7 separate regions of the Mus musculus genome follow, and all the other regions are linked to region 6. The links are chromatin contacts, called in public HiChIP or PLAC-seq and promoter capture Hi-C maps. All regions are on one chromosome and are shown on one strand. Each heading gives the region's core, a stretch centred on a gene start, on an enhancer-like site or on the middle of the called end of the contact. The rest is flanking DNA. Distances are from core to core; before and after follow the strand shown.

Region 1 (3,071 bases), core at 4-2,503, 1.2 Mb before region 6:
CTGCCTCACAGACACACACCCATTTCTTCCTAAGTCTCTGTTCGCCAGCGCCCTTTGGCGAACTTAGTGCCACGCTGGTTGTAGGATGTGCCTCTCCCCAAAGGCAAAGTTCTTTTCCACGTGCTTGCCTCCTGACAAGGGGCAACACTGCCTGTGTAGATTCCACTTCTCAGCCACCCAAACTACCCTCACAAATAGCCTGAGAATGTTGTGACTGTTGTCTGCATGACAGACCTTCTGACTCACTGTGGTCAAAACACTTCCCCTGAGAAGAGATTGCGTCGCTGCTCCAACGGGCTGTGGGAAGGAGTGGGGTTAGCAACCCCTTCCGCAGACCCTCACATCTAATCGACCCCTAGCCTCACTCCCACGGCGTTCCTCTGTGCTCTCCCAGGAATCTCTGGAGACAAGGCCTCTCTTTGTACCCCTTTCCTTCCCTCCAGCCCACACGCAGCTTAAGGGCTCTTGGAGGGCTTTCTCACGCTGCCACCGGAAGAGATGAAGAGTATGGGGGGATGGGTTGCTCTCGGTGGGAGAGGCAACTAGGTGGTGGGGTGGGGGGGTTGTGGGCCGATCTATCATCCCCCAGCAGCCCCTTCATTGCCCGCGTAGTAGGAGGAGGCAAAGGTTGCCCTAGGGGGTCACTAGGACAAGAGTGGATAGATCTTCAGAAAGGACAGGAGTCCCTCTTGGAAGTGGGAGACTGGGGGTTGGAGCGACCTCTGCTAAAGGAAATAAAAGAGGTACCCAGACTGGAAACAAGCACAAAGGATGTGCCATTGGTGGAGCGTCTAAAGGGATGGAGAGCTGGACCTTGAGCAGCGGGGGTGAGAGCTCCCAATACTCTAGACAGCAAAATCTGCACAAAGGCGCTCATCTGGGTAGGGCCGGCAAGAGGACCCGCCAAACCAGCCAGGCGTGGCTCCCTACCCCATTTCCCCGGAAGCGCTCCCCACCCCCTTCCTTATCCTCACCCCCAGCCCAGCGAGCAGGAGGACGCACAGCAGGCATCGCTGGATTACTTACCAGCGTTTCTGGGGCTGGAAGAGCCGCTTCCTGTCGGAAGGGTGTCCCAGGCCTAGGGGCAGAGGAAGGGGTGGCGCAGGGAAAGCAAGAGATGCCTGGTGGCAGAAACCGGGGAGTTCCAAAGAGTTTGGACCGCAGCGCCAGCGCAGAGCACAGAGGAAGACTTACTCCGAACCTCCGTACTCCGCAGTCCTCCTCTGGGGACAGCCTGGGTCCCGCCCACGCCTGCCGGGTGGTGCTGTAGGGCGTGGTTCTGCCTACACCAGGGGCTGCTGGGGGCCTCCAAACGGTCTGGCCAGGCAGGGACAGGGAGAGCAGAGACTTGAGTGACCGTGCCTGAGTCCGCCCCGGTGGTACCCACGCTGTAGGCCACTTCCAAGAGCTGGCCGAGCGGGCGCAGGCCTCCGGCAAGAAGTTTATTGAAGCTGCAAGAACCGAGAGTGGCGCCAGATGTCTGAGCTCTCTTCACCTCTCCCACCGATAAATTCACACCCCTGGCGCCACAGGCGATCCAGTTGCGGGGGTCCATCTCTCCTGGGACAGGTCGGCTGGCTCCCAGGCTCAGGCTAAAGACAAAGCTTAAAGTCCTGGTCCACATCTTTCAACCAGGTACACACACAACCAGGTGTGTGTGTGTGTGTGTGTTTTCAACTAAGAAAAACAGGATGGTAAGGGTATGTGGGAGAGGATAAAACTTCAATGTGCAGAACTAAAGTCAAGACTCAGACAATGCTAGGGAACTTTGGAATCAAATTCTTAGTATTTCCTGTTAAGAAATTGTAGCATGAAAGGAATTGTTCAAAATCAAGCAGCTTTAAAGTTAATAAAACAGCAGTTCTCATTTATTGCATGAGCATTAACAAAACCTATTTTACTGAAATGTCAATGAGGCTTCATGACTGCACATGTTCACCAGCCAGTGGCATGGATGCTATCAGCCCCAGGCCTTTCTGGATCCCAACCTACCACTGTTAAACCACGGGACTGAAATAAGGTTTGACATCATGAGGAAGTAAAATCGCTACCCCAGAAGTGCTTAACCTAGGAAAAAATGGCTACATCTCTCTTCTTGAGGTCCAGGGACCAACAAAAGCCAAGGTCCAGTGGCTATCTTTTTGGGTTTGTGTTTGAATAAATCATTTTGCATTTTGTCCAGATATACTGGGGTACCCAGTAAGTCCTGAGCTCTAAACACACACAGCTGCAGCTGATAAGAAGGCAGAGAGAGAAGCAAGAGGAAATGCCAGCCCTCTGCCAGGAGAGGCCAACAATCCAGCCAGGCCACACACTTTGGAAGCCAGGAAGCCTTTGAGCTGGGCCCACTTGTGTTCCTGAGAGTGACATCATTTTGCTTGGAACAAATTTGCAGAATGTCATACACACCCATACTTAAACACACAGTGTAAAAAATGTTCTAAAAAGCCCAGTAGAGATGGGCTTCCGGCTTTCAGGATCATGCCTCTCCCTTTTATTAGCAGATGGACTACAGCAACTTACTGTGTCTTGTTTACAAAGACCCAGGTTCCCCCAGAGACTTTCAGTTGTAGCCAAACAGGGTTGTGTGGCTCTATGAGCAACAAATTTAAAGGCTGTGAAGGCTGCCTTTTAAAAGGATCACAGAACGAGTTCCTCAGCTCTTAAAAACCTGCTGATTTCCAGCTTTCCTTGCTGCTAGTTAAAGACCCACCTTAGAGCCACAGAGCTTCAGGACTCCAGAAGGTCTGTCTGTCTGTCTGTCTGTCTCTCTGTCAGATTTCTGTACCAGGCCTACTGTGTCTCAAAGTCACCACCAGCACACACACCTCAGTCTCCTGGTCTCTAAATGGAAGCATTTTGAATGACCCAACTTCCTTAGCTAGTTTCAGGTCTGGGGCCTTTTTATTCCGTGTTGCCGATTCTCAGAAATGTACAGAGTAAAACAAGCATTTTTTCCCTTATTAGGATCTTGAGTTATGACCCGAAGTTGTGTATTTATGTGAGCTAAAAGTAGTTGGCCTAGTCATACTGACTATAGTTCATGTTGGATTAAATAAAATAAATGTCCC
Region 2 (3,258 bases), core at 270-2,769, 2.0 Mb before region 6:
CACGTGCCGCCGGGCTCCGCCCACGGGCTTTGCGCAACCAGGCTCCGCCCCTCCCGTCTCGCCAGGGCCCTGGGGTCCTAGAGCCCGCCGTGCTAGCAAGCTGGCCTCGCCGAGGTTCTCAAAGTTTCTCGCCCTGATAGAGCGTGCGGCTCAGATCCGCTCCCTACCTCCTTTCCCTCCTCCCTGCACAGTCCTCCTCTAGTCCTCCCGCTGTCTGCGCGGCGAAGGCTGCCACTCAGCGCGCCTTCGCTCTCCCTCCCCTCTGTCCTTGCAATTTTACTCGATTGTTTATTATTTGCTGGGGGCGGGGGCGAAGAGGAGCGAGAGGCGTCTGGAGCCCAGAGACTGGCGGCGGCGGCCAGTCAGCGCTCGGCGTGGCTTGACGAGGAAGCCGCGCAGCGAATGGCGATGCGGCGCAGGGCTCCGGGGTCACGCGCGTGTAGAGACAATGACATCATCTGTTTGTACGCGTCGAACTAGCTTGGTGCAGGGGCGGGGGCCTCACGTCACTTGAGTGACGGATCACGCGTAAAGCCTGGAGGCCGGAGTTCCGGGGTGGGCGGCCTCTGCAGGCTCTTTTAGGCTGGCTCTTTTGGGGTATTGGGTTGTTGCGGAGCCCAGACTTTAGCTGCAGAGACCGAGAGGGTTTTGTTTGGAAAGATACGTATGAACCAGAATGCATGGTAGACTTTTGGTATGCATGTCGCGTGTGGCGCAGAAAAGCACACAGTACGGCCGGGAGGCACGGATCGTGGGATAAGGGATTGTGAAGGTGCGATCTGAAGTCTATAGACTTAGAAAAGTCAAGCACGTAATCAGCTGCTTTAGCATAAGAAAACTGTTGCCCGCTTCCAGTTAGCTATCTTCTGCTCCTGCGTTCAGGACTGGGGCGCACTGCACTTTTCTTCCTGAGTTGCACTTTTCCCACTTAGCCTTAAAATCCGTGAAAAGCGAAGCACGACTGTCGCCGGGTGTCCCAGGTGAGGGTCCAGTGACACACCTTTCGGCGCGATCTTCGCCGGCCAGTGTTTCCACGCCCAGGTAACCCTTGTCACCTGCGGCTGCCGGCTTAACCCGGGTGTTCCCTGGTGTCAGGTTCTAATAAGGAACCCGATACTGGGGCGGGCTCCGACCCCACGCACCCACGGGCAGGCCACGGGCCCACGAGCCAAACGCAGGGCCCAAGGCTGAGAGCGCGGGGCGGCGCGCAGTGGTGTGTTGTCTGACCTGGCCTCCCGTCCCGGGCCAGCGTGGCCGCTGAGGTCCCCAGGAGAGCGCGGGACCCCAACCGGGAGGGCTGCGGAGCCGGCCGAGTCCCGACCCGCGCGCGCCCGCCCCCATTCCCGCAGCCCCGCGCAGGCGCGAGGGCGCACACACGCGCACTCCCACACGCACGCACAGCAGCCCTCCCGGCCCCCGCCCCAGCCCTCCCCCTGGGCGGGGACCCGCCCCGCCGTCATCCTAGGTTGAGGCTCCCTGTGAGTGGCTATAACTTTGTGCTGCTGCCGCGGCCGCCCTGCTCGTGGAAGGGAGGAGGAGGAATGTGGAAGGCGGCGGCGCAGCACAGGCTGACAGGCGGTTCCTCCGGCGGGCTGCGGCGGCGGCCCGAGAGTCCCCTCGTCGCGGTGCCCTGGGCTCGCGCGGAATCGTACGCCCTCCCGCCTCGTTCCTGAAGGGAAGGAGCCGAGGTAGGCGCCGGAGCTTTGCAACGGGGCGGCCGCCTTTCCAGTGACTCCGGATCTGTTTCCGAGCTGGGCCAGGCGCTTCCCTTTCCCTCCCCGTGACTCGGTGTGCTCCCCCCCTTCTCTCCCGCTAGTGTCTTTAAAGGACTTGAGGGAAGGGGGAACTGTCAAGATGGCAGCAGCGGGAGCAAGGAGGTGATGAACGGTGCTGGTCCGGGTTTTCATGCAGTCCGAGAGATTTGGCGCTTCCCGACCTGTTGGAAGATTTATGTTCCCACTTGCTTCCTCCTTCCCGTTTCTGACCTGGAAGGGGGCGGAGGGCCCCACGTCCCCAAGAAAATACATCTCAGATCTTCTTAGTCCTGCGGGGTCGGCCCTCTCTCTCTCTCTCTCTTGTTGGAAGTGATCTTGGCAGGTCTGCACCCAGACCCCCACGCTCTCCCTGCTGGTCCGCGGGCGGAGAGGAAAAGACGGGAGTTGCCCGCGCCAGCCCTAGGGGGCCTCTCGCCTGGGAGGGGTGGGGGGGATCGCAGGGCTGGGGAGCGGGAGAAGAGCCCAGGACTCTGCTGACTTGCCCTGCGCCTCCGCGGGAGGCACTTGAGCGAGCCAGAGCCAAACATAAACAAACGCACGCACGCACGCTCGCCCTCCGACCACTGCGGAGCTGTTGGGGTCCGGAGGCCGCCCACACTTAATGGCGCGGCCACCCCTCCCCCGGGACGCCCCTCCCCCCTCCGCCCCGCCATCTAGTCCGGGAGAGACCTGCGGTTCTGGCGACGGCAGCGGGGGAGGGGGCTGCCCCGCGCGGGGCCGTCGATTCGCTCGCGTCTCCCGGGCGGCCAGGCCAGGGGGCGGCGTCTGCTGCGCCAGGTTCGCGGGACGCACGTCCCCAGGTCTATCCGTTCTAGGTGGCGGCCGCGGGCGAGGAGTCTCCGCGGACTAGGCTCCAACACAGGATAACCAACTCTCTCTTCGCGCTTCCCTAGGTAGCTGGAGCTCGAACCTTCGCGGTGCCCCGTTCCTCCCCCGCCGCACCCAGCCTGGGCTCGAGAGGAGAGAGCAAGAGCCCAAGCCGCGGGCGGCGGGCAGGCGGCGAAGATGGCAGAGGCACCAGCCTCCCCGGTCCCGCTCTCTCCGCTCGAAGTGGAGCTGGACCCAGAGTTCGAGCCACAGAGTCGGCCACGCTCCTGTACGTGGCCCCTGCAGAGGCCGGAGCTGCAGGCGAGCCCGGCCAAGCCCTCGGGGGAGACGGCCGCAGACTCCATGATCCCCGAGGAGGACGACGATGAAGACGACGAGGACGGCGGCGGCCGAGCCAGCTCGGCCATGGTGATCGGTGGCGGCGTGAGCAGCACGCTGGGTTCCGGGCTGCTCCTCGAGGATTCGGCCATGCTGCTGGCTCCAGGAGGGCAGGACCTCGGGTCGGGGCCAGCGTCCGCCGCAGGCGCTCTGAGTGGGGGCACGCCGACGCAGCTGCAGCCTCAGCAGCCACTGCCACAGCCGCAGCCGGGGGCGGCTGGGGGCTCTGGGCAACCAAGGAAATGCTCCTCGCGGCGGAATGCCTGGGGGAACCTGT
Region 3 (3,380 bases), core at 609-3,108, 1.5 Mb before region 6:
GTTACTCTGAACAAATAGGAAATATTTCATGCAACTCCTCATTTTTGAGGCTTTCAGTGTGAAACTTTCCACACCATAACAATGTGAAAAGCGCACTGGCTACACTTGGCAACAAACAGAAAAAAAATGACAAAGACTGGATTTTAATTAACCAGACCTTTCATATATATTATATTCCACAGACAATGCCATTTCTACCCAAAAACACCATAAAAACAATTCCTGTTCATCTATTTTTGAAAACCGTTTTTAGTTTAGCCTGTTCCATTTGGGCCCAACATTGAACGTTTTACAGAACCCTCTAATGCCTAGTGATGTCATTATTAACAGCTAACCAGTTAGACTACCCCCATGGAAGCAAAAGCGACGGGAATAACTAAGTCAAATCACATCGGCTAGTTAAGTCACTCTAAAACTGCTCTTACCTCGACGCTCTTCAGAATGAGCCCGCTTCTCTCTCGCACATCTTTAAAGGGACATCTCTTAGAGAGCATAAGCAGATGAGCAAGAAGTTTATTCATCCCATCCAAAGAAACCGCGTTTGAAAGTCCGTCTGAAGGTCGGGAAAGTGTCTCTTTCGCTGAACGAAGGTATTCGGTTTTTCTCAAAACGATCTGCCTAATGTTTTCCAGTGCTGTCTCTCTAGTAGTCGTGTCTCTGCTGCACAGTCCCTCCCATCTCGCTTCATTCTCTCCTTCAGCCATGACAATCAAGAGCTTTTTCTTTTTCAGCGTTTAGTCAGTTACCTTTCAGCATTCCCCCAAAGCAGCCCGTCGTTTGTTTGTTTTTTAAACAAAAAACAAAAACAACGAGAAACGCTAAGAATAAAGTCAGAGAAATCCAGCCGTCGTGAAAGCAGGCGTCTGGATGGCACTGGGAATCACACGTGCTTTTTAAAGTTGATGCTTTCAAATCGATCCACAAGGCGGATCACCCAGGCACCCTCTCCTACACGAGGGCAGTCTTCTGACAGAGATTGAAAAGAACAAACTTGGAAAGTTGCAATCTCACAGAGCTGGTTAGCTGGACACAGAGTCCCGGGGAAGTGTTCTCTGTGTCGCAGGGTCAGCGGATATCCTCACGTTGTGGAGCTGTCAAATCCGTGCTTGGTCCCAAAAGGCTGGTAAACAGTAGAAGGTTCTCCAGCCATTCGATTTTTTGTCTGTGCAGCGGCTGGTTCTCGACCGTTCCCACCCCGCCCTCCTCCGACACCAGTCTCCGCCCCCCTCGGCTCCTCCTAGCGCCGCGGCAGGGCAGCGGGCGGGTGCTGGCGGGGTAGGCGGTAGACCCTGGCCCTTAGCTGCTGGGGCCCGAGGCTCCGGTGCTCCGGGGGAGCAGTGTCCGCCAATCACAGTGTCAGCGGCGACTAAGGGCGGCGTCCCCAACCCTGCCGGTTCTTGTCCCCCGGGGTACGCCGATGCTCCTCTTACTCCTCTGTCCTCGCCCACCTCCGCCAAGCCAGAGGGCACCCCGCAATCCAGCAGTCATCGAGCCCAGGGCTGCACGGCTGAAGCAAAGGGCCCCAGGCACAGAGCCCGCCCCTTCGCCCAGCCCCGTCGGTGGGGATCGGCCCAGAGGGCGGGAGCAGGGAGGGGAGACGGGGTCCTCACCCCCAGCCCCTCCCCTGTCCCCGCCCGGGACCGCCGGGAGCCGCCCCTGCCCCATGCCTGCCTCTCCGCCCAGGCACACGCGACCCGCAAAGACAGCCATTGGAAGCAGCCCCGCCCTCGGGCAGAGTACCTCCGGACCCCGAGTCCAGCGCGCCACTGACTAAGACCGGCTGCTGCGCATGCGCGACGCCGGCCAGGGCGCATGCGCTTTCCGCGGTGTTGTCCTTTCTCGACGTTTGGAGGCGCTGGTTTGAAGAAGGGGAAAGAAAAGTAAGGAGTACAGATGCCCGGAGATGTTTATCGAACAAGAAAAGCCGAACAAATAAAGGTGCTCTATAGTATTCCAAGTAGAAATGGGATAGAATTATGAGTGACAGCCAAGCAGGCAGGGCTTTGCGTTGGCTTTTGGGAAATGTAGTTGTAATGCTAACTACGCGCTCTGTTTGCGACAGAAACTACAATTCCCAGATGCCACCGCGACACTTGTCTTTGCCCGCGAACCAACGGTTCTGGAGGCCGTGGTTAACTGGGAGCGTCCATCTGGTAAGCGTGGTAGGCTTGGTTGTGACCCGTTCAGTGAAAAAAAATTTTTTTTTTCCCCTCGGAAACTCTGGTGCCGACGCCATCTGGGATTGCTTCCTTTCCGTCGTGGCTTGCCGGGAGAGAAATAGTGCAGGTGCTCAACACCTTTGGTTGGGTGACTGAGGCAAGGATTTGGGGATCATTGTTTGGAAGGCCAAGGAGCAGCCTTAAGACAGGCAAACTGGAAAAAAAAAAAAAAGAAAAGAAACAAAAAAGCAAAACAAAAAACCGACGCCGCTGCTTCTGCTGTCCTCTTGCACATAGGCCCGTGCTGAATGGATTAGGAATCCCTAAGCGTTGCCATTGCACCTTTGCCCTTACAGGGATCTGTTTTGTGCTGTCTTTGCTCAGTCAGATAGCATCCGAAGGGGATCTTTGAAAGCAAGTCTCTTGTGTCTGAGACTGAAAAGAACTTCAAATGTCCTTAGGTTTGGAAGGTTCTGTATGAAAAGAAGCCTATAAAAACCTCCTAAATGTGTTATCTTTGAACGATATGGTCATTTCTCTAAAGGTGTTTTTGGAAGGTTTTTAATAGACTGGTAATCGGATTCGATTTTAATCCTTTGTTTTACAAAGTAAACATAGTCATAAAATATTAATCTGGAACTAAAGAGATGGTGCAGTAGTTAAGAATTGTTCTTATACAGTACTTAAGTTCGATTCTCAGCCCCAACTTGGCAGCTCACAGCCATTCATAACTTTAGTTCCAGAGGATCTGATGACTTCTAACCTCAGTAGACACCAGGCATAAACCTGGGGCACAGGCATACATGCAAACAATACACTCATTGAAAAATCCAAAACCATAAAAATTAATGAGGCTTTTAACATGAGAAAAGTGTAACAATAACTTTTATTCTCCTGCTGTAATTGCTGTCTGGAGGCTTACTGCCTCCATCAGCTAATCTAGGCCCAATCCTGCAAGCTTCTAGCTTCTGTAAAGGCCTATAGTGTTTCCAGCTTTTGAGACTTCCTGCTGAATAAGCTCACTCTTTCTAGCTCTTTCTGAATTCTTGCTCTCTGGTTCAACTCAGCTGTTTTGGCCCAAACTCCTCTGACTGATTCAAACTGGCGTCTCTTGCTTCTGACTGAATTGCTCTGCTTGGCTTCAAACTAACTTTAGCAATGTGTTCTACTCTTCTGGCTCCTCCTTATTCTCTGGCTCAGCCTGTCATGTCTAGCTTGTTC
Region 4 (3,410 bases), core at 369-2,868, 1.1 Mb before region 6:
TTTTTCTTCCACATAGCCTCTTGGCAGTACTCTGGTCATCTTCATCTCCAAGAAGCTTGTAGTCTTTGAGCTTGACAGACCTGCGGATTCTCCGCCTGCTGCACCTACTCTGGCTCTCCTGTCCATCCCCAGCCTTGGGGTCAAAGTTCTCGTCCTTTTCAGCAGGCACCTCCTCCACGCTTCCTGGCTCACCAGCAGGCTCTGATTCCTTGTCTTCTGGAGTCTGCTCACTCAGCTTGACACTGTCTTCTTCTTTAAACACAAAGTTTTGTCTATTCTGAACTGAATTGTTCACTCTCAGCTGCAGCTCTCCCTCTGCAGCCAGTTCTGATCTCCCTTCCTGCAAACCATTGGCTTTTCTTGGTCTTCCCCGTTTCCGTTTCAGAGGATCGTTCTTCTTATTGGAAATAACCACCACTGGCGTCCCAGTGCAGTTCAAAGCTGGTGGCTTTGGGGCGCTATGGTTATCCTGGAAGTCTGCGTATGCCTTTACCAGGTCATAGACTTTTAAGAACTGAGCAGTAGCCAGGATCTGCTCTGTCGTTTTCTCACTGGCATGTAGATAACCTGTATAGATAAATTCCAGCAGGATGCCAAAGGTGTCTGCAACCATGCCTTCCAGCATGTAGATAGACTGGCCAATCTCGCCCTCTTCCGCAAACATCATTGAGAAATACTCGCTACTGGCGGCCAGCAAGGCTTTATGGGCTCGGAAATGCACATTCTCCACGATTAAAGTAATATCACAAAGAAAGCCCTTCTTCCTTTGATCCTCCAGACTGGCCAGCACAGTGTCACTGTGAGTGTCTGAGTGTACCATAAGCTGCCCACAAGGCTCCGGGGTTGTGTCTGCCATTTTCTCCAGAAGACTCTGAAGAGGCTTAAATCTGAAATAAAAAATCAATGTTTATTTAGGAAGAAGTATTGCCTAACTAGACTGTTCGTGTTCCAGCTGTCACAACCCAGTTTTTTTTTTTTTTTTTTTTTTTTTTTTACATTATCACCTTCTACACTCTACTTGGAAAGCCAAGCCTTGGGTTCCTCCCCTTGTTGCGGCTACCCTGCTGGATGCCTCTCCAGTACCCACATAACCTCTTACGGTGGGGAATTTCCTCTGGAAATTAGAGAACGGGTTCAAAAGTCTGTACGGCCCTCCGGTCCGTTAACTTTGTAATTAAACTTTCAAAGTGTGGCGGCACAAAGTTGGAGTTGGGGGTGTGCTGCCTCGATGCTACACACGGAATAGCTGTTTCGACTATAGGAACATATATGAGAAATATGGGAACGAACCCACGCAAGGGAGATCTACGGTGAAATAACGCGCGGATTCAGAGGCCCCGCTCTGAGCAGCGGCGCCCGGAGCTCCGTCCCAGGCCTGGGGCCTGAGTCCCGCGGACGTTCCGCGGCCCAAGGCCCCGGGCCGAACCAACCGGCCGCGGACCTACCTGTCAGGGCCGCCCCGCAGGGACTTGCTACGGTCAGCCCACCCGGCTGCCCAGAGGGCACTAACCGGGCCTGTCGCCGGTCCCCGCCCCCGCCACCACTACGCTGTAGCTCCGGACTCCCGGCGTCTGTCAACCCGGAAGCGCGCACAAGGGCCGTAGCATCACGTGACCCCGGAGCCCCGCCCCGAGGGCGGGCTTTGCTGTGGAATCCGGAAAGGGAGGGTCTGGTGCGGAAACCTGCCAATCTGCGGAAATTTACCTCCAGTTACCCCGCTGAGTTTCCTTTAGACCTCAGTAGACACCACATCCGCTGATTAGATGCTGAGCATAAAGACGGCGGTGGCTTCAATCAGCAGATATTTACCTCCTGAATGAATCCTCTTCCTCGCTTTCCTTCCCAAGTTACTCATCCTCAGCTCTGTGTTTATCCATAAAATGGAGGTGTTAACCTACCTGGTACGGTTAGAATGAGCTTAGTAAGTGCTTGGCTTGGCTAAAAAGACCGAAACGACCGCTGTTTTTATTTAGATTTATGGCACTTCTGAGAGACTATTGAGGGTTTCAGTTGTCTCAGGACAGTGTCGCTCCCTCTGAGACCTATGGGTATGGGAGAGTTCTCTAAATAAAAACCTGGGTAGGATCTGCTGTGGCTCTGTGTTCCGGACCAATGCTCCTAAGTCCCGCTCAGATTCGTTCCGGACCTACTCCAACTGTGCCAGCAGCTTCCGCTCAGCGTTTATGCATCGCGTGTACCTAATTATCTCTACTTTGTCCACTTCCAGATTATAAATTTGCCATCTATATTGCCCACAATTTGGAAACTAAAGATGGAATTACCAGCCGGACTCTTTCTTTCTTACTAGTTTTTATTAAAAGTGTAAGACCCCCAAAGCTGGGCCTCCGCTCAAGTCCCGGGATGAGCTGGCCAGCACCCCAGTGTCCCGAGAGAAAACCACACCTGATGCAAACTGCAAGAGGTTTTATTATCAGCTAGCTGAGGACGAAGTGTCTCCCTAAGTGTCTCCGCATTAGAGATCAGGGAAAACAAGCTTGGGGAACGTCTAGGGGCTTTACCTTCCAGGGAGAAACGCTCTAAGTTGGGGTCTCACAAAAGCAGCTCATACCACACAGGTATGAGCTCTGTGGTTTCCCCCTTATCTTTACAGAGTTATCTAGTGCACTCTATCCAGAGCTCCCTCGAAATCGGTCAGATATGTGGGCGTCCGAGTGGGATGCCAGGAGAGCTTTGCTTGACTTCTGCACTCCAGAAGGAACAAGGGTGGTTGTGGGATTGGGGATTTTGTTCAGTGATAGAGCACTGGGTTCTGGATTCTGCCCTCAGCACCGAGAGGAAAATAATAATAATAATGATAATGATAATAATGATAAAAAGACAGAAAGAACAAGGGTCAGTCTTTCAACTTTGCTTTCACATAGGTTTTTGTTTGGTTTTCTGCTGAAAGAATTGCAGTAAAAACAATGCAATAAAAACTCCACAGAGCCAAAACTAGATCAAATTTATCGAATAAGCTGCTATTTAAAGGAGAAACTGGTTATCGGTAAGAGTGTCACTCGGAGCTGGTCACCAGGAACCACTCTGAGGAAGACTGTCAGAAAAGGCTGGTTGGACAAGGCTGAGGTGGCCAAACCAAATGTGAGATGCTCACAGCTAGATGTAGGTTAATATTAGGTGAAGATGTAGGTTAATAAAATGAAAGCCAACAAGATTTAAAATGCTCAAAATATTTATTACTTTGAAATTTGAAGAATTTAAAATGTCAGCTCATAGCAAAAATCTAGAGTGTTGAAGATATTGATGATAATATTATTAGAGCATAGATTATACCCTTTTATGAGTAAGATTGCTAATAGAGGAAATAGTGAAATAAATGGGTTATCCAGAATTTTTCCTCCTTCTTTTCCATATCTAATTTCCATTATTCTACCCCTTCCCACCTGAAAGAG
Region 5 (3,139 bases), core at 205-2,704, 1.4 Mb before region 6:
AGAGCGCAAGCCCCCAAACCCCAACCCTCTGGTTTAAGCAGTGGATCTACTGTAAGTGTCAGCCTCCTGGCCTTGGAAATGTCTGCAGTGAATTCTGTCCAAACTCCATCCTGTAATCTCTCCAGTTTCACTTTCCTCCACAGGAATATGAGCTCTGTCATTAAGGTTAGAAAGAAAGGGAAAAATCCCACCAGGGCCTTATCTCAGCCCTGAACACTTAGGAAAGGGTCTACACCTGCTCACTTACTAATAAAATCATTTTTGTGTGAAATAGATGGCTGGCTTTTAACTCAGTGGTAAAGGGTTTGACCTGGGCCAGACTCCCAGCTCAGGATAAAAACAAGGAAAATATATTGGGAAAACAAATTACCATACAAAAAGTGTAACCACTTATAACTATTTGAATGTTTCAAATAAGAATTGAGAATTGTCTCATAAAAGTATAAGATAGTTTGAAAAAAAAAACCACTTAAGATTTCAGAGTGAATATGAATAGACTTGGTTCAAAATCAGTCTTGTCTGCACAAGCCAAGAATTCCACAGAGCCTTGGGTTTCCCTGTAACATGAGGGTTCTACTAATCCTGCCTCACTAGGTTTCTGTGGGGGAGTACAGTGCCCAGCCAAGGGTCAGCAGTTAGGGAAAATTGTAAACCAGGGGTTCTCAGCCTTCCTAATGCCGTGGCCCCTTAGTTAAGTTCCTCATGTTATGGAGCCCCCAACCATAAAATGATTTCATTGCTACCTCATAACTAATTTTGCTACTGTTACAAATCATAATATAAATATCTCTGATATGCAGGATACCTGTTATGCAAACCCCGTGGAAGGGTCGCAGGAGGGGGTCGAGATCCACGGGTTGAGAATTACTGCAAAATGCTTTTGTTTATGTGCAGGGTGGAAAAAGTAAAAGATGAGTTCACATGGGCTAAAGCCAAAACTGTAGAAATCTCGGTAACTGAGTTGGAGTGTTCTAATTTGCTTACTTTCTTTGTGGAAATTGAAATTGCTTTTGCTTGTTTCGGATCCTAGGTTCCTAAAGGGAGAAAGACTATGGTGGAACCCTGTGGTGCAGAAACAACATGATCACACACAAGTTACTGCTGGAGTCTGTTTTGGTTGTTAGGGTGACATTTAGTTACTAGGAACCTGTGAAGAATGGTTTTGTCACTCCACAGTTACTAACGCAAACAAATCTGCCTCCACAGTTACCTGCTTGCCAAAGCCGCTGACTCTGGGTGGGCGGAGCCAAAGCTGTCTGTCCTGGGGGGGGGGGGGGGGGCGTTCTCTGGGCAGCTTCGGAGTTGCTGGGCAACTTCCTTGCTGGAACAGGAAGATTTCATTAATCTTTTCACTTCACTGAAAAAGAATTGTTTGGGTTCTCTTTAATTAGAAATTAGAAAGAGAGAGGGAGGGAGAGAGGAGGGGGCAGGGGAATCGGACCATTCTTGCCAAGGCAAGCCTCAACTTCCACGAAACTGTGAAGCCAGAGCAGTCCTGTGTTTGGAGCAGCAGGTATTGTGAGTCTTCTAATACTGGAGGGAGTTGGGCTCTAGAATTAACTGTACTGGAGCAGGTCACTGGCAGGGTGGTCATTTCTGCTTTGTTAGAGCTGGACTGGAGGGAAGTCAGCTTTGGGTGATGTAAGGTTGACGTGAGAGACACGCTACAGTAGACTATTCAGGATGGTGGCTTGAAAAACCCTGTGGGGTACCAGGGTAGGGACGGAACACCGCGGGCCTCATGCGTGCCTTGAATTCACGATCCTCCTGCCTCACCAAGTTTGTGCCACCATAGCCAGTTGATAAAGTAGTATTTTTAAGCCATAGCAAACTAAGATTAAACACAAGTTTGATTTTTTTCACAATGATTTATTATTTGTGGTTATGTGGATGTGGATGCCGTGTGTGTGTGTGAGTGCCCATGGAGGTCAGCGTATCAGATCTGGAGCTGAGGCAGTTCATGGGAGTGTCCCGGAGAGCTGCCCAAGCTCCTTACCCACTGAGCCATCTCACCAAAGACGCATGGGCGGGCAGATGCACGGCTGGAGTTATTGATGTGCCGTGAAGAACACCTGTTAGTGACTTCCTGAAGCGCTAGTGAGCGCTAACTGAAGCTGAGTCACTGAGCATTTCATAGATGTGACATATGGGTTAATGCCAGCTGGACCCTAGTCCTCTCCAAAAGAGCATCCAAGATGAAAGCTCTTCTTGGGCACCGCTGCATCTTTCTGTTAAAATGAGCTGAGGACGAATAAGAAACAATCACTTGCCCGAGAATGACTTACCGTGTAAATCAGTTAGCCCGACCAGTGCCCCCGAGGGTTGCTTGGATCCTGCCTGCTCGTCTCCAGGGAGCATTCCTCTTCCGGTGTCCTATCATACTTGATCAAGTGAGGAGAATTAGATGGAATCATTTCAGAGTAGTGGTTACGAAGCCTCTGATCTCCAGACACCCAACCTGGTGCCCTTTCAACTTACGACCCAGACTGTTGACCTGATCACGGACGGTCCTACGTTGTCACAGAGCTGCCTCAGAGCGTAAGAACAATAGAACAGCTTTCTTCTCTGCTGCTTTCTGCTAAAGTGGTTAAGTAGGCATTTACAAACCTCTCGGCATAGATAGTAATCATCACCGGGTGGGTGTGCAAACTGAGCACTCGAATTGCCTGTGACATTTAGTGTTTCTTGTATCAAACAGGAATTCGGTGAGTCTGTGTAAATAAGGAGACGACACCCAATAAGCCTGTGAAGGAAAGGGAAATCTAATTCCGTGGAAAGAAACTTTAGGCCACACACACATTGTTTCTCTAGGCTGTCCCCAAACTGGGAGTCCTCCTGCCTCCACTTCTGTAGTACTGGTACTGCAGGTGTGCACCACCACAGTGGGTTGAGGTGCAAATCTTGACCATTCTCTTCCGAGGCGTCTGTGGATTTGGCTTGTTGAGCTTTTCTTTGGTCTTCTGGCCTGTTTACTCTGCTGCCTCCCAGATCTAGTCTAGCTGTCTCTGCTAGGTGTTTTCTGTACCCAGCACACTTTTGTGTGGGGTTCCTTTGTTGAAACATCTCCTGGAGCACAAGCTAGCCTTGAGTTCACTGGTTATTTTTGTCTTCACATAGGCTGAGAGGTCTGAGCGCAAGT
Region 6 (3,425 bases), core at 359-2,858:
TTAATCTTTATTCCAAGTATAACCGCATCCTCCTTGAATTACTATTATAATAGACTAAGTAGCATTTATTAAATTTTGTCCTTATCCCTAGTTTGAGTTGGATGCTTTTAAAAACATGGCAAAAGCAATATACGTATCTACCTCATCACACGGGTTCTTTCTCAACAAATTTCATAGAGACATGTGAATCCATGCTCTTGTAAGACAAGAGCTCGTCTTCAGGGTATGTATGAATCAAATTTCAACAGTTGCAGTGGATTTCTCTAGGGATAATAGGAGACGGTCCCTTTGTCTTGTGACTATAATCATTTTTAATTTTATGAGCTTGGTGACTTTCCCCCAGTGTTTCCAAGTAACTAATAACTTTGTTAACATCTTTTGCTTCTTAAGATTAAAAAAAAAAAAAGAAAGAAAGAAAGTGGCCTTGTCCCAGCTCCCTCCCCCAGGCTGGTGTGAGTGTGCAAGTATGTGTGCAGAGCTTGTGTTTCATACTGCAAATATAAATAAAGGAAGATAGCAGAAGAAAAAAAAAACAAAACAAAATCCTACTTGGATTTGACCCCTAATTTATACTTTAGATTATCATTAGTGAAAACTCTTTGCTACCCATTTACATTATTATTATATACTCGCGAAGATCCTTTTTAGGCATTTAGGCAATTTTAGGCAAATTTGTAAATTTGCGTGGTACTGGTGGTTGTGAGGAATACTTTCAATTAGTTCACCCCTTTAAGAATAGCCTAAGAAAAATATCAAATAACCTCGTATTATACTTAATAAAGCTAGTTCCTAGGAAGTTTTGCAAACTAAATATCCACCAGTTGACCTAATGGAGTACGGGTTGATAGGTGTCTGCTGGAAGGCGGCCAACTCCTAAGCTAGGCTAGGCACACGGTGGGGGGTAGATAGCGCCGGAGCCCTCCAAGGCTGGGCGCCACGTTGCTTTTCTCTTTTCTCTTTTGAAATAGGAAGACGACGCTTCTGGCTATTGTGTAAACCCGTGGAGAACTGCCTTCATTCCCACATCAGATAAAGCACAAGCAGAATTAAAGCGCATTCCAATCCGACCCCGGGCCACACGTACGTCACTGACAATTTTATTGCCTAGGCTGCGTTCGTCTCGTGGAAACACGTGAAAAAATGGTTTAAAAAAATTTTTTTTAAAAAGCCAAAAACCACCTCGGCTTGAAACGAGAAACCGCACAGGATCAAAGCACTACGCCAACCCAGCAGTGGCCACCGCCCCCGCCGAGCCCCGCGACACCCCTCCAGACTCCCTCCTGTTTTCTGCTAACCAGCTGTGTGCAGCGTGGGACAGCCTCGCCTGTCTCCCGCTCTCCCCACCAGCTCCACAAGTAATCCCAGATTCCCAAGTCCCCAGCCGGACAACAGAGCGGTCTCCCGCTCAAGGGACAGCGGCAGCTCCATCTGCAACCAAGCTGGTAGTCCCCTGCACTCCCCGTGGGCCCACCGCCAGCCAGCCGGCGTTCGGCGACGTTTGACTGACACGAAGCGGTCCCTATGAGGCCCTGAGGGCGGGGCGATGGCGTCACTTCCTGGCCTGTCGGGGAGGATGCTTATATAAGGTCTGCGCTCACGCAGAACCCTCGCTTACACAGTATGGCCGGCGACATTAGCTAGCGCTCGCTCAACTCTCCTAACGGGAAAGCAGCGGACTACAAGAGACTGAACTGTATCTGCCTCTATTTCCAACAGACTCACGTTCAACTTTCGCTCACGAAAATAGCCGGGAAAATTTTATTAGTCCTTTTTTTAAAAAAAAGTTAATATAAAATTATAGCAAAAAAAAAAAAAAAAGGAACCTGAACTTTAGTAACACAGCTGGAACAATCCGCAGCGGCGGCAGGAGCGGCGGGAGAAGAGATTTAATTTAGTTGATTTTCTGTGGTTGTTGGTTGTTCGCTAGTCTCACGGTGATGGAAGCTGCACATTTTTTCGAAGGGACGGAGAAACTGCTGGAGGTCTGGTTTTCCAGACAGCAGTCCGACGCAAGCCAGGGATCTGGGGATCTTCGTACCATCCCAAGGTGGGTGCCTGGGCCTGAGGGCGGCTCGCCGCCGACTGCGAGGCACGAGTCGCGGCCTCAGGTGGGGCCAGGTCGGCGGGCGGGAACTGGCTTCTCCCGCCGCCGTTGCGGGGCCGCCTGCGCCGCCTGGGGGAGGGGAGGAGGCCGGCGCGGCCGCGTGCTCAGGTAACGTCCCCGGCGGACGGCGGGGCTGGGCTGACGGGCTCCGGCGGGGGGCACGCGGCCCTCCGGCAGGTGTGGCTGGGTGAGGGGCGGGCGGAGCACGAGCTGGGTGGGCCTGGGCCGCGGGGCGACCAGCAGGCCTCCCGCCGCGGGGTAGGCGGCCGCGCGTGGCGCTCGCTCGGGCGGCGGGATTGGGCGGGAGCGGCCGTGTCGCAGTGCCGGGCCCCGCCGACGCCCGGACGTGCCCTGCAGCAGAGCGGGGCGCCTCGGGACCCTCCGCGGGCTTTGCCCGGGAGGCTCCTGACCTTGGGCTGTGTAACCTGTTACGGAGGCGAAGTCCGGGAGAGCGCAGCGGGGTGCTGGAGGGTTTGCCTGCTTCCCGGGGTACAAGCCTGTCAGCCCGAAGATCTATTTTACTTAATGCCTTAAGCTGGAGCAAAGGAGACCTGCGGGCCCCCTGCTCACACCCGACACGGGAGGTGGTGCGGAGAGTTGCTAGTGACCTCGCTGGGAGAGTCGAGCATTGAAGCGCGGATGACACTGAGGATGCATGGACCCGGCGGCGGTGACACCAGCCTCCCGCTTTGGTGGCCGGTACCCGGGCTCCGCCGTGCTCCGAAGCGCACTAATGGGACTAGAGTGGCGGAGGAACCGGCGTGGTCCGGTTCATTGAGAGGCGGACCAATGAGCTCCTGGGCCCCTCCGGAGCCTGGCCCCAGGGTGTGGACCAATGGGCGTTTTAGGAATGTTGGCTGCGCGGTGCAACCGTCCTCTGACAAAAAGCGAGAAGAGAATCCCAGCGGCCACGTGCTGCCGAGACTTTAAGGCACACTGGGAAACGCAGTTCCTACTAGTTGCTGCAGACGTTTCCATTGTAGGGAAAAAAATGTACCCGAAGTGCTAAGGTCTCAGTTTTCGATCCTCATGTGAAGTGTGTGCCATTTTCAGTTACAAACCCTTGACGTTTTCTCATAGTAAGCATAGAGAAGCTTACCTCTTTTACAGATATGGAAAGCTGATTGTGATAGGCGTCTCGGAAAGCTGGTGCTTCCAGGATTATTTCCTAGAAAATCTTGGTACGACCTGAAAGAGGGGTACGCAAGGAAATTACAAAAAACATTTCTTGTTGATAAAGAGAAGATTTTCGTTCTCAACTTAGTTGGAAGTACCAGAGTGGGATTCTAAAAATAGATCAGAGGTTAAGGGTCCTAGATAC
Region 7 (3,267 bases), core at 327-2,826, 1.2 Mb before region 6:
GGTTGGGGCTTCGGGAACACTAAACCAAACAATCCAGAAATTAGAATTTAGCAGGCCAGAATGGAGCTAAGTTCCTTTCTTTTCTAGAAACTAGTCGCCTGCACCATTCTCCTTTGCTGAAGCCCTGGATCTCAACACGTATTTACTGCAAACAGGACACGAAGAACCATTCATAAAGTACTCGTTCTTAAGACACGCTGTTCACAACAGTGTAGCCTGATAATGGATGCAGCCTTCGGAATGCTGCAGCTAACCCCGTAATTGCCAGAAAACACAAGTTATCTCCTCTGTGGGCATTTCAATTATACAAGGCAATTAACTTGTATTTCCAGGCTTCTCTTAAAACAATATGAAGAACCCACACATTACAAGTCTGGGAGGAAATTGTCAAGTAGGTAGGAGTCAAACAATATTTTACTTTATCACTTTAACCGTGATAGAGATTCCCAGAACTGTTCTGTAATTTACTTTGTTCATTTAAAAATATCTGTTACCCTAGCATCCTTCTAACAAAAAATCGGGAACTACTTAGTTTTATTCATATTAAAAAAAAAAAAAAAAAAAAAAAACCAAAACCCTAGAGAAGGCACTAGGACAAGTCAATCTTTAGGTTGAGAAGCGCAGTTACTAGATTAAGAGCAATAACCAACTTAAAGCACGTCGTGTTTTCACCTCATTACTTCAAATTTACCTTCTGTCTCATTTGCGTCGTCACGGCCTATGCCAATTTGTACAAGCCTTAACGAACCCTAGAGTTGAACAAAAGGCGTGTTCCTTGATCGGATTTCAGAAAAACGGACAGACTGAATTTCAACCTAACTCCACAGCCTTAAAACACAGGCCCCCGGGAGATCACATCTTGCTCTTTATATGTCCCTAGGTTTCACTTCTCATCATCCGCCACAAGCCTCGTTCTTCCCTTACCACTCAAATCTCAGATACAGCCAACACCGCTCAGCTAAGTCAACGTGAAGTTACAGGAGGCTCGCTGGTGGGAGGGGGCAAAGGGACACCCAACTCATCTCTAAATGTCCCCCACCTATCCCGAACTCCTTCATTAGAAACTTCCGGAGAAGTTTCGAGGGGAGGACAAGAGTCTGTCCCACGAGCCCAAAGTTTGCGCACCCCGCCGACCGCGGGGCGCGTCGCCTCGTCCAATTACTCCTAACTGCCACCGCGGAAGCAAGCCACGTCGCCGTCCCGAGCTGCGGCGCGGAGTTACCAGGCGCTTGGGGGGATGGCGCCTCTGAGGGCAACGCTCGCGGCCTAGCTCGCCTGTCGCCTTCGCCCCCCACCCCGTCGGGCCGCCGTCCTCCGGCCGGGCGGCCATGTTGCGCGAGTCCCCACCGGCTCGGCGCGTGCGGCGGGCGCCCACCTGGTAGCACGGTGGGCATTTGCGTCGTCGGGACCACTTTGGTGGTCGTGGTCGGCACCTCGGTCACGTTGGGAGCCAGGGTGGTGATGTTGGGCTGCGCGGCCGAGACGCAGAGCACGGCGAGGCAGGTGGCGGCCCAGAGCAGTCGGCGGGAGGAGCCCGACATTGTGTCTTCAGCCCAGGCGTCCGGGAGAAAAGCTGCGGCAAAGCAGGCTCCGTCTAGCACTGCGTCCCTGCGGCGCCGCCCCCCGAGAAGCCCGCCCCGCGGGAGCGCGCGCCGGTCACGTGAGCAGCCCGGCGGGGCGGGGCGGAACGGGCGAGACCACTAGGAAGCCGGCCGGAGGGAGAGAAGCGGCCGCGGAGACCTCTAGGGCAGCAGTCCGTGCGTCGCAAGCCGTCCTTCTTGTCCTGGGAGGATCACGCGCGGCACAATGGAGCTTTCCTCACATCTGCACCACGGATGATCTCCCCCCGCCCTGGCAAGGATGGAACTGCCCACGTGACGTAGCGAGGGGCGTCCACCTGCGCCGCCTGGGAGGCGGGCCGCGAGGTGTCACGTGACCCCTCGGTAGCGCGCTGCGGGTAAGAAGCCCGGAGGCTCTGAGACCGCTGAGCTTGAGTTCTGCTGACCGCGCTCGCCTAGGGCTCTGTAGGAGCCGCCTTTTCTTCCGTGAAGCTTGATTTATTTTTAAGTGTGAATTTTTGTTTTTGAGAGTTCGGGGACTCAGTAATGACGGAACCACGGGATCCAAGAGTTTGCCGGGCCACTGGTTCAGTGCCCGTAGCTGTGGGTGGGACCGAAAGTGATCTGTCCCGGACGCTTCCTTGTCGTAACCGCCACCGGTGCCCTTGCCTCACCTGCTTCTTCCGAGTCACTCAGAGATCCGCAGTAGGGATCGATCTGTCCCAGCCCCAATCACTGTGGTCAGAGAGGAAGACGGCTAGGGATGAAAAGCCTTCGTGCCTCTTCCTATCCCCACATCACGAGCGACGAAGTATGAGACTTGGGGAAAGTGACCTGACCCTGACACTAGGATAGCATAGTGGCAGAACAGGCATTTTCAGTGCCTGTTGGCGGACTCTGGCTCTCTTTAGTCGTGAGCGCCATCTGATGCCGGGTCTCACAAAATAATCAACGCTTGACATGCTTATAGTAGGTGGTTTTGGTTTTTTTTTTTTTTTTAAATGAGACTTGAAAATGATAGGTAGAGCTAGGAATGTAGTTCATTTGGTAGAACGATTGTCCCTCATGCAAGAGTCCCTGGGTTTTGCACTATGCTGTCTTGATTGTTTAGCGTTTGCCATATTTTATGTTACAATTTTAATGTCATAATTTTAATTATGCATGTGACCCTAATAACAAGAATATCAGATGTTTCGGTGGTGTCTGTTTCGCTGTAGTATGCATTTTAAAAAATGACTCTAAAAGCATTTTTACAACTTTAGCGAAAGATTGAAAGCCCTTATTTCTGCCAGTAATGAATTTAATGTGGTTCCTTTGTGGGTGTACTCTGTAAAATAAATATGAGCCAGTGGGTTGTGACTGACCAAATCAATGGTCTTAGCATTAAGGTGCAGTCAAATAGTCATCATAAGAGCTTTAGAGAAGCTGCTGTTCTCTCAAACGCCTCACATGACACCTAGGCTAAAAGAAGAACTTCTGTTTGGAGATTTTAAAGCAGAGGTTATGTTCCATCTCCTCTTCCTGCTCCCAAATCGATGATCTCATTTGTCCCTAGGATGAACACACTCTGCTGTGGGGACCATTGATTTAACAGCTTGTCACTTGAGTGTTCCAACTATAGTCATCAGATTTCCTTTCGTTTCTATAAGGGGACAATTTCAAGACTAACAAACTGCTGGCTCGGTTTATTTTAATAGCATATACAGTA

The links. Promoter capture Hi-C pulls out the DNA fragments that hold promoters and counts their contacts. HiChIP or PLAC-seq counts read pairs in DNA pulled down with a chosen protein or histone mark. Capture Hi-C pulls out chosen DNA fragments and counts their contacts.
Region 1: a promoter capture Hi-C map of embryonic stem cells shows a contact between it and region 6, with 2.3 times the contacts expected there. The contact joins the promoter of Mical1 here to the promoter of Amd1 in region 6. A contact is called at or near these places in 3 of 39 promoter capture datasets (cranial neural crest, embryonic stem cells and hippocampal neurons) and 2 of 115 datasets of contacts at active chromatin or transcription factors (both in embryonic stem cells).
Region 2: a promoter capture Hi-C map of adipose tissue shows a contact between it and region 6, with 5 times the contacts expected there. The contact joins the promoter of Foxo3 here to the promoter of Amd1 in region 6. A contact is called at or near these places in 1 of 39 promoter capture datasets (liver), 1 of 484 Hi-C or Micro-C datasets (myocytes), 1 of 115 datasets of contacts at active chromatin or transcription factors (thymic regulatory T cells) and 1 of 9 other capture datasets (adipose tissue).
Region 3: a promoter capture Hi-C map of liver shows a contact between it and region 6, with 4 times the contacts expected there. The contact joins the promoter of Cep57l1 here to the promoter of Amd1 in region 6. A contact is called at or near these places in 4 of 39 promoter capture datasets (hippocampal neurons, liver and pre-B cells) and 1 of 9 other capture datasets (liver).
Region 4: a promoter capture Hi-C map of liver shows a contact between it and region 6, with 4 times the contacts expected there. The contact joins the promoter of Zbtb24 here to the promoter of Amd1 in region 6. A contact is called at or near these places in 7 of 39 promoter capture datasets (the C10 cell line, cranial neural crest, hippocampal neurons and 3 more), 1 of 484 Hi-C or Micro-C datasets (B cells), 3 of 115 datasets of contacts at active chromatin or transcription factors (astrocytes and embryonic stem cells) and 1 of 9 other capture datasets (adipose tissue).
Region 5: a contact with region 6 is called in an H3K27ac HiChIP or PLAC-seq map of embryonic stem cells, with 10 times the contacts expected there. The contact joins the promoter of Ccdc162 here to the promoter of Amd1 in region 6. A contact is called at or near these places in 1 of 39 promoter capture datasets (hippocampal neurons) and 1 of 115 datasets of contacts at active chromatin or transcription factors (embryonic stem cells).
Region 7: a promoter capture Hi-C map of liver shows a contact between it and region 6, with 3 times the contacts expected there. The contact joins the promoter of Cd164 here to the promoter of Amd1 in region 6. A contact is called at or near these places in 4 of 39 promoter capture datasets (the C10 cell line, hippocampal neurons, liver and 1 more) and 1 of 115 datasets of contacts at active chromatin or transcription factors (the NIH/3T3 cell line).

Annotation. Positions count from the first base shown.
Region 1 is chr10:41,474,496-41,477,566 of GRCm38.p6, reverse strand. Mical1 (microtubule associated monooxygenase, calponin and LIM domain containing 1) reads right to left here and starts at 1,253. Exons shown (of 24, transcript NM_138315.2): 1 at 1,027-1,253. The region is part of intron 1 of Gm51797 (a long non-coding RNA gene); the gene reads left to right.
Region 2 is chr10:42,274,956-42,278,213 of GRCm38.p6, reverse strand. Foxo3 (forkhead box O3) reads left to right here and starts at 1,519. Exons shown (of 4, transcript NM_001376967.1): 1 at 1,519-1,688; 2 at 2,669-3,258. The coding sequence starts at 2,781.
Region 3 is chr10:41,808,346-41,811,725 of GRCm38.p6, reverse strand. Cep57l1 (centrosomal protein 57-like 1) reads left to right here and starts at 1,858. Exons shown (of 11, transcript NM_001243074.1): 1 at 1,858-1,938; 2 at 2,063-2,153. The coding sequence starts at 2,079. It overlaps Sesn1 (sestrin 1), which reads right to left and starts at 1,152. Exons shown (of 10, transcript NM_001162908.1): 1 at 426-1,152. The coding sequence starts at 704.
Region 4 is chr10:41,448,566-41,451,975 of GRCm38.p6, reverse strand. It overlaps Zbtb24 (zinc finger and BTB domain containing 24), which reads right to left and starts at 1,618. Exons shown (of 7, transcript NM_153398.3): 1 at 1,446-1,618; 2 at 1-887. The coding sequence starts at 856.
Region 5 is chr10:41,714,778-41,717,916 of GRCm38.p6, reverse strand. It overlaps Ccdc162 (coiled-coil domain containing 162), which reads left to right and starts at 1,454. Exons shown (of 48, transcript NM_001358562.1): 1 at 1,454-1,513.
Region 6 is chr10:40,300,371-40,303,795 of GRCm38.p6, reverse strand. Amd1 (S-adenosylmethionine decarboxylase 1) reads left to right here and starts at 1,608. Exons shown (of 8, transcript NM_009665.5): 1 at 1,608-2,047. The coding sequence starts at 1,938.
Region 7 is chr10:41,517,809-41,521,075 of GRCm38.p6, reverse strand. Cd164 (CD164 antigen) reads right to left here and starts at 1,576. Exons shown (of 6, transcript NM_016898.2): 1 at 1,376-1,576. The coding sequence starts at 1,541.